Regions from separate parts of the Mus musculus genome. Here region 2 is linked to region 1. A link is a contact called in public Hi-C data. All regions are on one chromosome and are shown on one strand. Each heading gives the region's core, a stretch centred on a gene start, on an enhancer-like site or on the middle of the called end of the contact. The rest is flanking DNA. Distances are from core to core; before and after follow the strand shown.

Region 1 (7,080 bases), core at 1,470-3,969:
CTGGTCTACAAATCGAGTTTAAGGAGAGCCAGGACTATACAAAGAAATCTTGTCTCCAAAACAAAACAAAAACAACCAAACAAAAACAACCCTCCAAACCAGCTAACCAAACAAAAACAAAACAAAACAAAACAAAAACACCCTCCAAACCAGCTAACCAAACAAAAAAAACAAAACAAAAACACCCTCCAAACAGGTGCTCAGTTCTCACTGAGTTGTGGAGACCAGGAAGGTGTCTTGGGGAGGGCCTGGTCTGGTTCACTGACAGTGAGTAGAAGGGCAAACATGCCCCTTTAATTCCCCCTTGCCAGGGCACTGACTCACATCCACAGACCCTACTCTTATGATGGAGACACTTTCTGAAAGGCCCACTTCCTTCTTCTGTCACCTTGTGGGTTGTCTTAGTGTCTTCTCCTGTTGCTGTGATAAAATGCATGGACAAAAGCAAGTTAAGGAAGGGAAGATATATTTCAGCTCACAGTTCAAGGTTCAGCTCATCATGGTGGGGGAGTCAAGGCAAGCAGGAGCTTGAAGCAGCTGGTCCACTTATCCCTGCAGGCAGAAGAGCAATAGGTGAGTGCTGGCTAGTGTTCAGCCCACTTTCTCCATCTTATATAAATGCAGGATCTCCAGCCTAGGGAATGGTCTCACCCACAGTTGACATGTGCCCTTCTCTGTCAGTTAATGGAACCAAGACAATTTCCTACAGACATTCTCAGAGACTAACCTTAATGTAGATAATCCCTCACGGGTGTGCTCAGAGTCTCATTTCCCAGGCGATTTTGAATTCTGTCAAGTTAGAAACAGTAACCATCCCAGAGGTCACGAGGATTTCAGTCTAGGAACTGGGATCAGGGTGAGGTGCTCCCACTTGTTTTAGGCTACACTCTTACTTTTGCTGAGTCTCTGTTCTTACCTAGAAAATGAGGTAAAAGTTAGGCACATGGGGCAGGTGAGAGAACTCTTGGAATAATATGTGGAAAAGACCTCAGGGAACATCAAGACTAGGCAAACACTCAGTTATTACTCATTCACCTGAGAAGCAGTCATTGAGCATTTCCTGTTGGGGACCCCATCCGAGGCCCTGAGGCCCTGAGGCCCCGAGTCACAACTGCAGATACCCATGGTGCTCCCTGCAGAGCCCAGAGAGTACTGGTCTACCTCGAGGAAACCCTGAGGTGTTTGTCAATGCTGTGAGAGGAAGTGTGAGGAGTGGATGTCTTTCAGGTAAGGGGGAGGGGATCTGTGCTTAGGCTAAAGCCCCTTCTCACAGAGAAACAGGAATCGCAAAAGCTCAGACTGAGACTGGCATGACTCAGTGTGTCTCATGGTCCAGTTCTAATCTAGGCCACATTATGCTCCAACCAATGTCTCTCCTGCCATGGGGGCAGCCAGGCCTGTGAGCATTCCTAATTCACTCTTGAACTCAAAAGCATTAAGTATCACTTTGTGCGGGCCCAGCTGCAGTCTTCTCACGCCAGGAGCCTAAAGCCTCCTATAGCCCATCGGTAACCCTCAGATGCCCACACCAGCTTCGGAGACACTCCCAGATTGTGTGAGTCACTGGAATTCTAGGCTGTTTCTCTCCTTCCAGGAAAATGTCTGCCAATGGCTTTTATGACACCAAGTAAAAAGCCCTCCCCACTTTGGATACTTTTATGTCAGCTTTAAAGGGTGGGCGCGAAAAGCGCGGACATCTCAATGAAATAACTGCCATCAGACCTGGGTCTCTTCTTCCTACAAGACAGAAATGACAAGCCAAACTGGAGGTGGCAAGTACCTCCAGGGACCTCATGGTGCCGGGCTTCAGGACCCATGCTAAACTTCCAGTGAAGGGAGGGGCTTCCCCACTGCTTGAGGAAGGGCTTAGCCTCCCTCTGGGACCCCTGGGCCCACATACCCAGCTGCTCGTTTGGCTTGACCAATCGGGGTTTACAATCCTAGGTCATGTGCTTTGCTGAGCACTCTGTGGTCATAGCCGTATGTTATGCTGAACGCTCAAGGTGGGGACAGAAAATGAAGGTCAGATCTGTTCTACCATGGCTGGTTTGGTCAAGTCTCCTGACCTTTTAGTGACCTGGTTTCCTTATGGGAATAAACAGTATATGCCCACTGGGGTTGGGAGGGGGCAATAAATAAACTGATGCTAGAAGACGAGATGGTTCAGCGGGTAAAGGCGCTTGCTGCCACTCCAGACAAATTGGACTTTGATCCCTAGGACCCGCATGGTGGAATCAGAGAACCAACTGCTTCAGGCTGTCATCTCGGCCATCTCATCTAAGCGATGGGGCAGCTGTGACCTGGTGTAATTGTTACTGTACTGTATGTAGCAAGCGTCCAAGCATCACCCTTTCCTCGGTTCTGGTTGGGTCTGTCAGCAGGAGATGGGAATTGGGAAAGGGCGCTGTGAGGTGCTCGCTCCTACTCCACCATGGAGAGCTTCAATATTCAAGGTGGTACAAGTGGCTGGAAACATCTGGAAGGTCCTCATTCGCTAGCTCATGCAGCTCCCGGGCTGGGACTCCTTTTTGAATGGCACATTCTGACTGGTGATAGGTGAGTCTGAAGAGAAAGTATCGAGAGAATGAGCAGGGGAACGGGGTGGGAACAGGAATTGGGAGGGGGGGGTGACTGGGGGGGGGTGCACGGGGAGCCGGTTTGTGATGGATGGGTGGGTAGGAGGAAGGAAGTGACTTCCTTCTATAACCTAGCTGCTGAGTGTCGCCTCTGCTGCCCTCTAGTGGTAGAGGCAGTGGCAAACCTGCCTAGGTTTAAGGTAGGAACAACTAACAGACCCAGCTTATGGGTTTGGATACTTGAAGTAAAAACGATACATGTTTAGAAAAATGCCTGGGCTATAGTATTAGTATAGTTAACAAATGCTAAATATTATGAAAAGCAACACCTAATAATTAAATGGTACATTTTATAACTAGTGAAGTATAAGTAAGTGAAATATTATTTTAGTTTGTGTTGGGGGAGAGGAGATGGTAAAGAAAGCCTCCAGGAAGATGATACATGAGTAGGGTTTTGGAGGATAGATAAAGAGTTTGCTATGGTATCTCTTCACACAATTTGGGTAGAGGAAGTAACTTGGACAAAGTCCTAGAGGGCTTGAAACAGTGATGCGTTCATGTATCCCTGGTGCTGCAGCAACATTTAGAGCCAAGAGCGCTGTCCAGAGCAAGCTGGGGGGAATCTTGTCAGCAGGACTGGTTGGGATTTTGTCATGACGGTAGCAAGAAGCTATGAAGGGTTCAAACAGGGTGAGTGACAGCATTGTAAAGGGGAGAAGGTGGTATCTGGGGACCAGAGGAGAAGCCATAGCACGGCCCCATGCAGTAACATGACCACCTACATGGTGCCTGTCCCCACTCCAGGCATCCAGGAGGAGGCAGGTCTGTCCATTGTTTTATTACATTTATTTAGGTATATATTTTATGTGCATGTGTGCAGGTTCATGCGTATGCACCACAGTGCCCATATGGAGGTCAGAGCACAAGTTGTAGGAGTTGATGCTTTCCTTCCATCCTGTGGGTCCCAGGCATTGAATTCCAGTAATAAGGCTTGGGTACAAGTACCTTTCTGTGCTGAGCCATCTTACCAGGTCCCAGATCTGTCAATTGTACTTCCTTTCACTGAGTCTGAGGACCCAGAGAACTGAAGTCCCCCAGCCTAGAGCTGGAGACATCATGAGCTGATGATGATGCTAGTCTTACATAATCACAAAAGGGGACAAAAATGGCCTTCTTCCTGACACAGGCTCTAGACAGTCCTGTATGTTCTTGCTGCATGGCAGACACTAGGTGGTCACATCTCAGCAACTAGTGGATGCTGTGTCTATGATGCATGAGGTGGCAGTGTGAGGGAATTGGGGCAGGACACAGACATCCTGCAGCGTACAACCTTGGGGTGGAAACATGGGTGCTGGAGCCTGGCTCTCTGGCTTCAGGAAGAACACTTCTTCCCTGTCCTCTAACTTCCTTGTCCTTGCATGGGAATTCAGTGACATATGTATCCTGAGTGTATGGGACATGAAGCTCAAACCCTCTAAAAACACTTCTGTTGTACCTGCTGAGAACCCAGGACCCTCATCTTCTTGTCACCCAGTAGCCCAGAGAAATGGTGCTGCATCTAGACCATCTGCCTCTTTTGACTACACAGTAGACTACACTTCCCAGAATCCCCAGGGTGGACATACAACCTGGATCAAGGCCAGAAAAATGGTGGCCACAAAGGAGATGCTGCCAACTTCCACTTTCTCCCTCTGCTGGCCAGTTGCAGAGGCACTAGAATGACAGGTCTCCACCAAGGTTTTGTCCCTCTGGGAACCCTTGGCAGTATCTAGAGATAACCCACTGTCATGATTTGTGGGAGTGCTACTGGTGGGCAGAGATCAGGGATTTGGCTAAATACGTCACTGTGCTTGGTAGGACACCTCCACAGATCATCATTTACCCCATGCCACTAGTGATGAGTCCCGGATTCTCATCTCGAGTGTCCAAGTCCCTTTGATGTGCAAACAGAAGAGCCTGTGTTCTTGAAGGGCTGCATGGAACACCACAGCTCATGAACTCTGCGCATTGCTAAGCCATTGGCTTCTCAGGCTGTGTTGTCAGAATCACTGGTGTTTCTTGCTTGATGACCACTTCATTTAGGAAGCCAAGACCAATGTGAAGAACTTGTATGTTTGAACTGGTAAGTCTGGCTCTAAAACCTGGGCTGGCCTCTGTGTTATAACTCCTGGTTCTAAGGAGAAGTGGGCCATCACTGTGCCTCCCCTTGTCTGCTTTCTGGGGGCTTCAGTTGAACAAACAGAGCACCCAGTAGGTGGGCAGACAGAGCACCTATCACCAGCATGTGGCTTACTCCCCTGCAGAGCCATGACTGGTGAGGGTGCAGGTACCAAGATGGTTGGTTATCTGGTTCTCCAGACCAGGCTGATAGTATCTCTACATCTGGGGCATCTGGGGCAGCCCAGGTTGGTTATCTGTGACAAATGCTTCTTTAAAAGGCTGGAAAGACACCACTCCTGCATGGATCCCTGTGGTGTCCTCTTCAGGGAGTTCCTATAGTCTGAGTATTCCTTTCAAGCCACTGGGTACTCCTCTTGCCCCAGGCTTGAGTTCGTAAGCAGGTGTCTGGAGGTGTCTCAGCTCCTTGTTAATTTCCTGGCTTGCCATCCTGAAAGTCGGAGGGCTGAGAGACTGCCACACAGGAAGATGGGGAGATAACAGTGTCTGCCCCGACTTCCCGCCTGTCAGCAGTCTGTCTCCCTCACCTCTGTCTACCCTCATCGTCTCTGTCATGCAGTCAGAGCCTTGACAAAAGGCGCTGGTCAGCCTAGTTGCAGGCAAGCTCCGGAACTAGAGGAAACCTAGGTGTCTTTGGTTCTAAGACTCAAACGTGTGTTTCTGAACATGTGTGGAGGTGTGCTTACCTACACTTCCCACCCTTGGTTGTAAACATCTCTGACAGATCATTTAGTCCAAGCCTCGGTAGCCACACAACTTGGCACCCTGCCAAAGGATCCCCACAGCCCCCCTTTCCTGAAGTAACTTCCAAGGGTGAGCCTGACACCCATGCCACTTCTCCAGTAGGTGAAAAGTCCTTAGGTTTGCTCCAAGTCTATCTAGCTGAAATCCAAGACCTTTGTCTGTAGGTTCTGGATAGAGATTACTGTCTTTTTACTTCTTAGATATTAATCTGCCAAGTAGCTGAAAAGAGAAAGTATACTCCCCTCTTACTGAGCTTTCTACATTCTCTTTTGCATTCGGAGCCCAACCCATGGTCTGTGGAGGTTGGCTGCAGGAGGGACGTACACAGCAGAAATGGCCTCACTCCTCTCTGGCCCTTGGATGTTTCTCTGGCCTGCTTTGAAAGCTCTGTGGCTGCAGAGCAAGCAAGAGTGTGGGAAGACTGGCGGACAGGCAGAATTTAACCTCCCTGGGTTTGAGTTAGACTCAGTACCCGAGTTAAGTAGCTAGATGGAGATTGGTGGCCTTGGAGGCCATTGAGGATGGACACCTCCCTCATGAGGGACCCCACCTTCCGTTCCCCTAGAAAGGAACACACAGCTGCTCCTCTTTAGGCCCCTGGGTCTGGAGAATGGAGTCCACCTCAGGCTATAGCTGGAGGCATGATATTCTCACCTGTTCCAAAGCAGAGAATGTCACATATTACTGCTCCTTCCTAAAGAAAAGATAAAGCAGCTGGGCTTGTCATTCACCCAGCCTGGAAGTCACCCTTCAGGACGGTGGATTCGCCTGAAGACTCTCTAAGGAGATGGGAGGAGTAATTATCCCTTTAATGAGATAATATGCTTATAGCACCCAGAAGCCCCACCCCCCACCCCAGCCCCAGCGGTTTATGGAACATCCATGCAGCACTGATAAACCTGCCTGGTTTCCCAAGTTCTGACTCACAAAGCAAAGCTTGCCTTTTCCCATCTTTCTACCCCCTTTCCTAAGCATGCTTTTGGGCACTCTGGGCTTCCTTGCTTTTCCTCTAAAGCTCCCTCACCCTCCTGCCATGCAGCTGCTTGCTGGACCTCCATGGCTCAATGGGTGGTTTTCTTGGACCCAAACTCAGCATGCATGGCTTTCTCTTTTCATTCTTCCATCTCTTCGTCTTCTGGCAGGCGCCAAAGTCTGCAGTTTGCCTGACCCCTTGCTTTTCTTCCAAACTAAATTGTCTTTGAGTTTCCTTCTGAGTCCATCTTTAAATTCTTTTATTGATGAGACTAAAACCCAAAAGGGAACCCTGAATCCCCTGGTAAAACTTACAAGGAGCAACCTGGAACAGGAAGCTGTTTCTTCCCCACTTTCCTAAGGAACCTTGATCTCACCCTAAGGTTTCCTAAGGAACCTTGGCCTCCCCCCCTCTGAATCTCATGGGTCGAGTGGGGCAAGGGCCAGAGGAAGGCAAAGACATTGCCTCATTTTCCCAAGTAGAGGCACAGGCTCACCCAAGGCATGCTCTGTCCAAGGTCTCATCCCAGTGAGCCTCATGCCTGGCCAATGGATCTCAAGATTAGTGCCTTCTCTCAATCATGTTGCTTAGTTCCAAGCTAAACCCCAA
Region 2 (7,080 bases), core at 1,216-3,715, 59 kb before region 1:
GGTCAGTGGCCTTCCAGAAATTTCCATCCAGTTTTGTCCTCTCTTCAGAGATTGGCACGTCTCCCCCACTTTGGTGGCCCTTCTGTCATTCGTCTCAGCCTCTAGAGCTTCTCCTTTGGACCAAAGGGACCTCAGCTTGGTGGTTCACTAAAGCACTGAAAATTTCATGGATAATTCAGGAACACAAATCAAACAGGAGTCTGGAAGCTCTGAATTTATGAAGAAAAATGAGTCAAACTCGGTGATTTATGAGCAGCTCAGAATAGCAGCATAGGAAAGTGCCGGGGCAGGGGAAGATTGGAGGGCTGGTCTGCAGGGCTGGGGCACCTCTGGGAGGAGCTAAGGGAGTGGGGCTGGACAAAGCATAGGGACCCCTTTCCTTAGCACCCAGACTGTGTCCTGGATACCTCGGGAAGGTGGGGGCCAAATGAGGGGCAAAACTCTTTCAGACCTCAGGGAGGGAGGAGTTATCTCAGAGATCTGAATTTGGCCCCTGGGGACTGGGCTTTAGCTGGGTACCAACAGGGTTGAGGTACAGACAGAGGTAAGGGGATATGCTCTAGCCTTGTAGGACACTAAGGCCAGGGTCCAGAGGCCTGGTTGGACTTCCAGAACAGTGCTGGAAGGTAGACAGAGGCCTTCTTCATGTGTACGTGTGTGTGTGTGTGTGTGTGTGTGTGTGTGTGTGTGTGTGTGTGTGTGAGAGAGAGAGAGAGAGAGAGAGAGAGAGAGAGAGCCTCATCTGCTCAAGAAGTTTTGCCTTGCCCCTTCTCAGTGGATGGTGGTCCTCCACAGGAGTCTAACCCCAAGAGGAACACAGAGGTCATATCCAAGAGAAAGGTCGCAAAGGCTTAGGGGCCCGGCATATTAGGAAATCTGACTGACTTCACTCTTATGTTAATCAACAAAGGCTGACTCCAGTCACCTGGCTCCTCTGACCAAAGATGAGCACAGAAGAGAGTGACAGTGGAACAAGTCAGGTCCCCTTGTAGGGTCTTGGTTTATTCATCTGTAAAATGGGGCGAACGTTCCACTCCTGTAGCTTTCCTTATAGAATCACAAACAGAATCTTGGTAGAAATGAAACAAAAAGCATGACTATGTCTTTGGAGTCTTCTGCTGCGCTGTGTTAAAGGGGTGTTAATGTTTTTCTTTCTTCTATGGCTTTCTGGGGCTGGTGGCCTCCCGAGGGCCCTGATTATATAGGCATGTGCCACTGTACCTGGTCAATGGAGTTCTCCTCTATGTGTCTTCCTCTGGGAGTCAGGAGACTCTGCATTAAACGTGCACCCAGTCCCCAAGTTTTTCTTTTCTTAAGAGAGTCAACTCCTGTCACTCTATGCTGGGTATTCGAGCCTGATGCCAGAGGTGATGGAGTTACAGCCAATCTTAGCTTGATTTCCCAGCTGAGGGCGGAGCCTGTAGTGTGAGGGCATGGAAGAAGCAAGACTATGTTAGCCAGCCATTGAGCCAAGTAGGTATTGAGCTAGGTAGGTGTTGGCATCCAGCCATAATACTCTCACCTCACGTGGCGCCTTGGTCCGTTGTGTGGGGGTAACTGGTGAGCTCAGAGGAGCAAGAAGATAACTGGTGCCCTCCTGCCTTCAACCCAGAAGGATGGCCATTGAGAGTTCTGCCATCCCAGAAGGGCCCAGCCCTAGGCCAAGAAAAATCAAAACAATGCTTGACAAATTCATTTCACTCTCTAACCAGGGTATCATACCTGTGTCCTTAATCAGACTTCTGCATGCCCAGTTTTCCCTGGGTCTTTGGCCTTCATTCCAGAAGGTTCCCATGCTCTGCAAAACTGAAAATGAATACATTTGTTACATTTTCCTTTCCTTTGTAGATCTGTCCTTTGCTATAGATGTATCTGCCAGGTACTTTCCTCTGTGTGAAGACGAGATAATGTGGTTTTGTCGCCTGTGTGGCCTCTATTTCTCTCCTAGAGTCCTGCTGAAACTGTGGCTGGATGTAAACACACTCACTGCTGGACACAGCTGGCTGGGCTCAGGGAGAATGTTGTTTGAAACTTTCCCCAGACCTCAGGTTATTGGATGAAAAACATTTCTTATGAGACTGGGTTTCTCTGTATAGTCCTGTCTGTCCTGGAACTCACTCTGTAGACCAGGCTGGCCTCAAACTCAGATATCCACTTGCTTCTGCCTCAAGTGCTTGTATTAAAGGAGTGCACCACCATGCCCTACTCCAAAAACATCTTAGAAAGCTAAGGGGAATGGAATACAGAGGAGGTCAAAGACTCCTGAGATCTGGATGGGGACTTGGGGAATCATTATTTAGACACTTTCAGGTTGTTACTTCATTTAGCTTCACAGTAACCATAAGAGGGCAAGCTGCGTCAGTCTCTCAGGATGGCAGAAGAGAAAACCCAGACTCTGAAAAATAAAGGCACTAAACTTCCCGGGTAGCACATCTGCCAGTGGTGGAGCTGGGGCAGGACTGGGGTTTCCTGTGCTCAGAGGACGTTTCCCACCAGATGGCTTCTTATTTCACACCCAGTTTTGTGAGCATTGAAGCTACTATGTCACCTCACCACTGGTGGCCTTGGTGGCCTCTTTTCTTTCTTTCTTTCTTTCTTTCTTTCTTTCTTTCTTTCTTTCTTTCTTTCTTTCTTTCTTTCTTTTTTTTTTTTTTTTTTGGTTTTTCAAGACCAGGTTTCCCTGTATAGCTCTGGCTGTCCTGGAACTCACTTTATAGACCAGCCTGGCCTCCAACTCAGAAATCCGCCTGCCTCTGCCTCCCAAGTGATGGGATCAAAGGCGTGTGCCACCACGCCCGGCTTGGTGACCTCTTTTTTAAGGCTGCATCTTCCCATTACTTCATACAACTAGCAATTGTAGACTGTATTGTGAATGCCATGCGGAAGGGACTTTGGGTTCTGTTATATTCCTCTGATGTATGTTGACTTGTATTATTTAAGATACGTTCTTATGTATCCCAAGCTGGACTTGAACTTGCTATGTAGCTGAGGATAACCTTGAACTCACAGTTCTCTTTCCTTGGCTTCCTAGGTGGAACCCAGGCCTCTATACTTCCCAGGCAAGTTCTCTGCCTGCTGAACTACAGCAAATTTTTAATTTGCTGAACTAAATCTTCAAGCCATTTCCCCTCTGGGAGGCAGCAGTGGAAGAGTCCGTTCAGTTTTGTAGTCTAAGCTGGTTGACTGAAGCTCCCCTGTGCAGGCATCTGAAGGACGGGGCACGGGCTGGGTGGACTTGGTATACAGAGATCAGGGTTTCCTTTCTCTTACTCTTCTCCAGCGCTCGCTTTCATTTTCTGATTCTTCCAGCCACTTAAATGGTTTTTCTATAATTTCAGCTACTTTGTGTGACATCTGCTCTAAGGAGCAAAGTCTAATAAACATGAAATGGTCTCACTACACTGTTCTTCTAAGAGTTGATTTCCTTCCCATTTTTGCTCTTCCCCTGCCCACCCCAAAGCTGATGTCTGTGGGTGGACAGCTTGTTAGGAACTGCTTACCTCTTATTAAAAAGCCTTGATCCTCTTTGAGTTGATAACTCCTTCTGTCTGTGGTTTGGGTCAGGCAGAGCCTGTGCTTCCTGCTACATCAGGACATCAGGTTCATGGGAGTCAATCTCAATACAGTGGCTCTTGGGAGTACTGGGGTGTGGTGCCTGTGACAACCTTCAGGTGGCCTTGTCTATACAGGTGCTCATTTCAATGTCACCTTTCTTGGGGCATCCATCTGGCCTCCGGTGGTCATTCCAGATGCCCTGGTCTACAGAGGTGGGTGTGGGCACTGTTCTTCTCACGGTGCCTCCATGGTGCAGTCTACTGGGAAAAGCACGGCAAGACCAGAGGATTGCAGTTGTCAATACCGGCTGAAGCAAGCATCTCTAAACCCTGCTCATGACATTTGTCAGATGATTGTCAACTGCTCAGCTCCCCCGCCTCCCCGCAGTCACTTCTGGAGCAGCGGGCATGAAGCAGGGGCTGGGGCAAAGTGGCTCCCACCCAAGATCCCCCTTCTCTTTCTTTGAAGATGGCAGGACAGTCAGGGCCTGGTGGTCCACCAGCTTTATAGAGTGCTTAAGTCTCTCCTGCCTTTCTTCTATTAAAAAAAATCTCTTCTCGTATGAAGACAGAAGAGAGACAACCCTTACACAGCCAAGAATTTTCGCTTTAAAGGCTTTTTGTAAGCTGCCCTTAACAAAACTTGAACATCTGGCTTGCGGTGCCTGTGCCAATGGTCAGCTGGAGGGAGTGCGTGACGATAGCGAGTGCCCAGGCTGAGGGAGATGAAGGCAGAGGCTGCCAAATATAACATGGCTGCGGTGCTCTCTGCCTTGGAGTGACTCCCCGATGCAGCTGCATAAGGAGGAAGAACACACCAGCTTGAGGATGTCTTTATGGGAGAGAAATTAGCTGAGGTGAGCCTATTTATGTCTAGATCTTAGTGTTTAAGACCCCAGAGAGGCAGGGACTGAGCCTAAGAGCCCCTAAAGTCAGGCTGTGAGCAAGAGGCTCCCCACACATGCCCACCCCACGCTGGATGTTTTTACATGTATCCTTAGGCTTCGTTCTTGTGACACTGAGGCAGGTGTGACCCACCCCCTCTACATCAGGAACCCAGTGTTGTAAGATGCTCATGCTGGAGGCTGGGGAGTGTTTAGGTCCCAGAACCTGCATAAAAGCTGAGTAGCTGCGGCTACCTGTAATCTCAGCATTCAGGATGCTCAGACAGGGATCCCAGGGGTAAGCTGGCTAGAGTAGCTGCAATCAGTCAGTTTCAGATTCAGTGAGAGAGCATGCCTCAATAAATTGGGTGGAAGAGCCTTCCAGAAAGACATTTAATGTCAATTCTGGGCCTCTGCTCCTACATGCATACACATGCAACCATGTACCCACACAGGCATGCCCACACAGATAGACACTCATGGATACAAACATAGAACCTATACACACACATGAAAAAAAGGAGGGGGCTGTTCCTCTCTTCAGTACATCTATGATCATCTACTGGGAAAAGCACTCCAGGAGCAGAGGCTCGCAGTTGCCAATATTGTCTGAGACAAGCATCTCTAAACCCTGCTCATGACATTTTCCTTTATATCTTGTCACCTCTCACATGAGCTGCAAACCCTGGCTTCCCAGGGCAACACACTACCTTCTACTTCCAGAACACATGCACTTCTGTGGCTTGGGGAGCAGAAGGCTCTCATTGCAAGTAGCTTCCCAGGCGATGCAAAGGTAACCTGTATGGTTCCCAGGCTGTGGCTCTGGCCTTGGCATGCAAGAGCTGTATGATGTTGTATGTATTACATAATGTCTCTGAGCCCTAGCTTTCCCAGGCGGGAGTGAATTGGTAGGAGCCTGTAAAAGCCCCCCTTGTATATGACAGAAGTGGGTGCTTACCAAGTGATCTCCTCTCTTCTCCAGCTGTTGAGAAGCACGGGGTCTAATCCAAGAACACATGTTTGAGGTACTGAGACCTGAGGGAAGCAATAGACGCTAGGATGTTAGCAGGCTCTGGGGTGATGAGGAGGAGACAGGCACCAGCTGAACCAGTGCACTCATTGGGTAGTGGAGGCTTGGGAGCGGACCCTCTCAGGCCTATGAGAGAATCAGAGAATGTGGGGTCCTGCCTGCTGGTGCTTTTAACTTTGGGTGTCTTGGAGCCTGGAGCTCTTCCTTTCACACCGGCCCCTCAAGCACTGTCACCTTCAACCTTCATATTTTACAGGTGGGGACAGGCTAGAGAAGGAAAGTAAGGGACATCAATCACTGCATAGCAGGAGGCAGCGTTGACACCAGGCCTCAGCTCTTCAGTCTTGGAAACCAGTGCTGGGACGGAAGGTACCAGGTTGTGTCTTCCCCAGAACCCGGGCCTCCTTGGGGCCCAGTAGCCTATATCTGAAGCTAGCAGTGTCTGTAAAGAGGCCCACAGGTTGAGAACCAATGATTTAGAACCTCACATTCAAGGGTTCAACCTGACCAGGGTGAGGATGCTTGAGACCAGAATCTCTTGTTGCATCTCAATGTACTTCAGAAAACTTCCCTCTTCTTCTTCCCTTTCCTCCCTCCCTCCCTCCTCTTTTTCGCCCCCTTTTTTTCTCTTCCTTTCCCCCTGGGGTCTCACTATCTTGCCTAGGTTTGAACTTAACATGTTCCTGCCTCCTCCTGCTGAGGGTTGGGGTTGTAGGTATGCACCATCACATCAAATGCCCAATTCCACAGAGTCTCAGAGTTTCGGGCTAAACTTTAAGATGGAGTCGACGGTGACCTTCAGAAGGTCAGAGCACTGCAGAAATCCCTAAGTGATGCTCTGGAAGTCATGGAGATTGAAGTCTGTAGAAGGTGTACCCTGTATTAGATTCTCCCCTTCCCTCCTCTCCCCTACTCTCTGCTTTCCCTGTTCTTCTTTCTTCTCTTCGTTCATCGTCGCCCTCCTTTCCTTTTGTGACATTTACTGAGTATCTGAGAGGTGGGTCCAAAAACTGGAATTACATGCAGAGGGTGGATATGTCTGGACACTTTCTTAAATTCTGGGCATGGGACCAAGGGCCTATGAGAGGCTGTAGGGAAATCATAGGTGGCCATTGTTCGAGACAATCCTCAAGAAAGGTAGGAAGGGTGAGGCTTGGGGGATGTTGGGTTTCTCTAACATCTAGCCCCAGGACTCTGTACCAGATGGACCAAAGCCACTGTCGCAATCGTGCCATGATTCACTCTCCTGACTCCCAACTCCTCCTTCCCTCCCTCACATGAGTTTCCCTAGGTGCACACATTGTGAGCCTCCAGCGCTTGTCCTTTTGCTCTCTCTGCTCTTCTGTGAGCCTTCTGCCTTGACTCTGACCAGTCAAGGGTGAGGCTCTGGCTAAGCCAGCTGGAGAGACTTCAGCCAGGAGCTGAGAAGTCTGTATCATTTTTTTCCACACAAAAAGGACCTACTCAGAGGTCCCCTTTCCATGTATACCCCAAGGGACCCTTGTGGCATGGTTGCTATGGGCCATGCTGTCTAGAATGTTCTGGAGGCAGCATCATCTGTGACCTGAGCCCAGGATGAGGACCTGTGTTAGTTACTTTTGTACCACTGTGG

Evidence for each region. Hi-C and Micro-C count contacts between places; a contact is called where the count stands out from the background.
Region 2: a contact with region 1 is called in a Hi-C map of the P5424 cell line, with 2.2 times the contacts expected there. The contact joins two enhancer-like sites. A contact is called at or near these places in 4 of 15 datasets of contacts at CTCF or cohesin (embryonic stem cells, large pre-B cells, pro-B cells and 1 more), 48 of 484 Hi-C or Micro-C datasets (B cells, CD4 T cells, the P5424 cell line and 18 more) and 6 of 115 datasets of contacts at active chromatin or transcription factors (astrocytes, embryonic stem cells, epiblast stem cells and 1 more).

What each region holds. Positions count from the first base shown.
Region 1 is chr11:82,609,355-82,616,434 of GRCm38.p6, reverse strand. No RefSeq gene overlaps it. Among named protein-coding and RNA genes, the nearest start is that of Gm24612, 17 kb to the right of the region's middle. Within about 2 kb of position 2,719, at least 4 of the 459 cell types and tissues checked have an H3K27ac peak or open chromatin away from gene starts, as enhancers often do. A contact at or near this core is called in the P5424 cell line and pro-B cells, where this site is marked.
Region 2 is chr11:82,668,391-82,675,470 of GRCm38.p6, reverse strand. No RefSeq gene overlaps it. Among named protein-coding and RNA genes, the nearest start is that of Gm11426, 39 kb to the right of the region's middle. Within about 2 kb of position 2,465, at least 5 of the 459 cell types and tissues checked have an H3K27ac peak or open chromatin away from gene starts, as enhancers often do. A contact at or near this core is called in the P5424 cell line and pro-B cells, where this site is marked.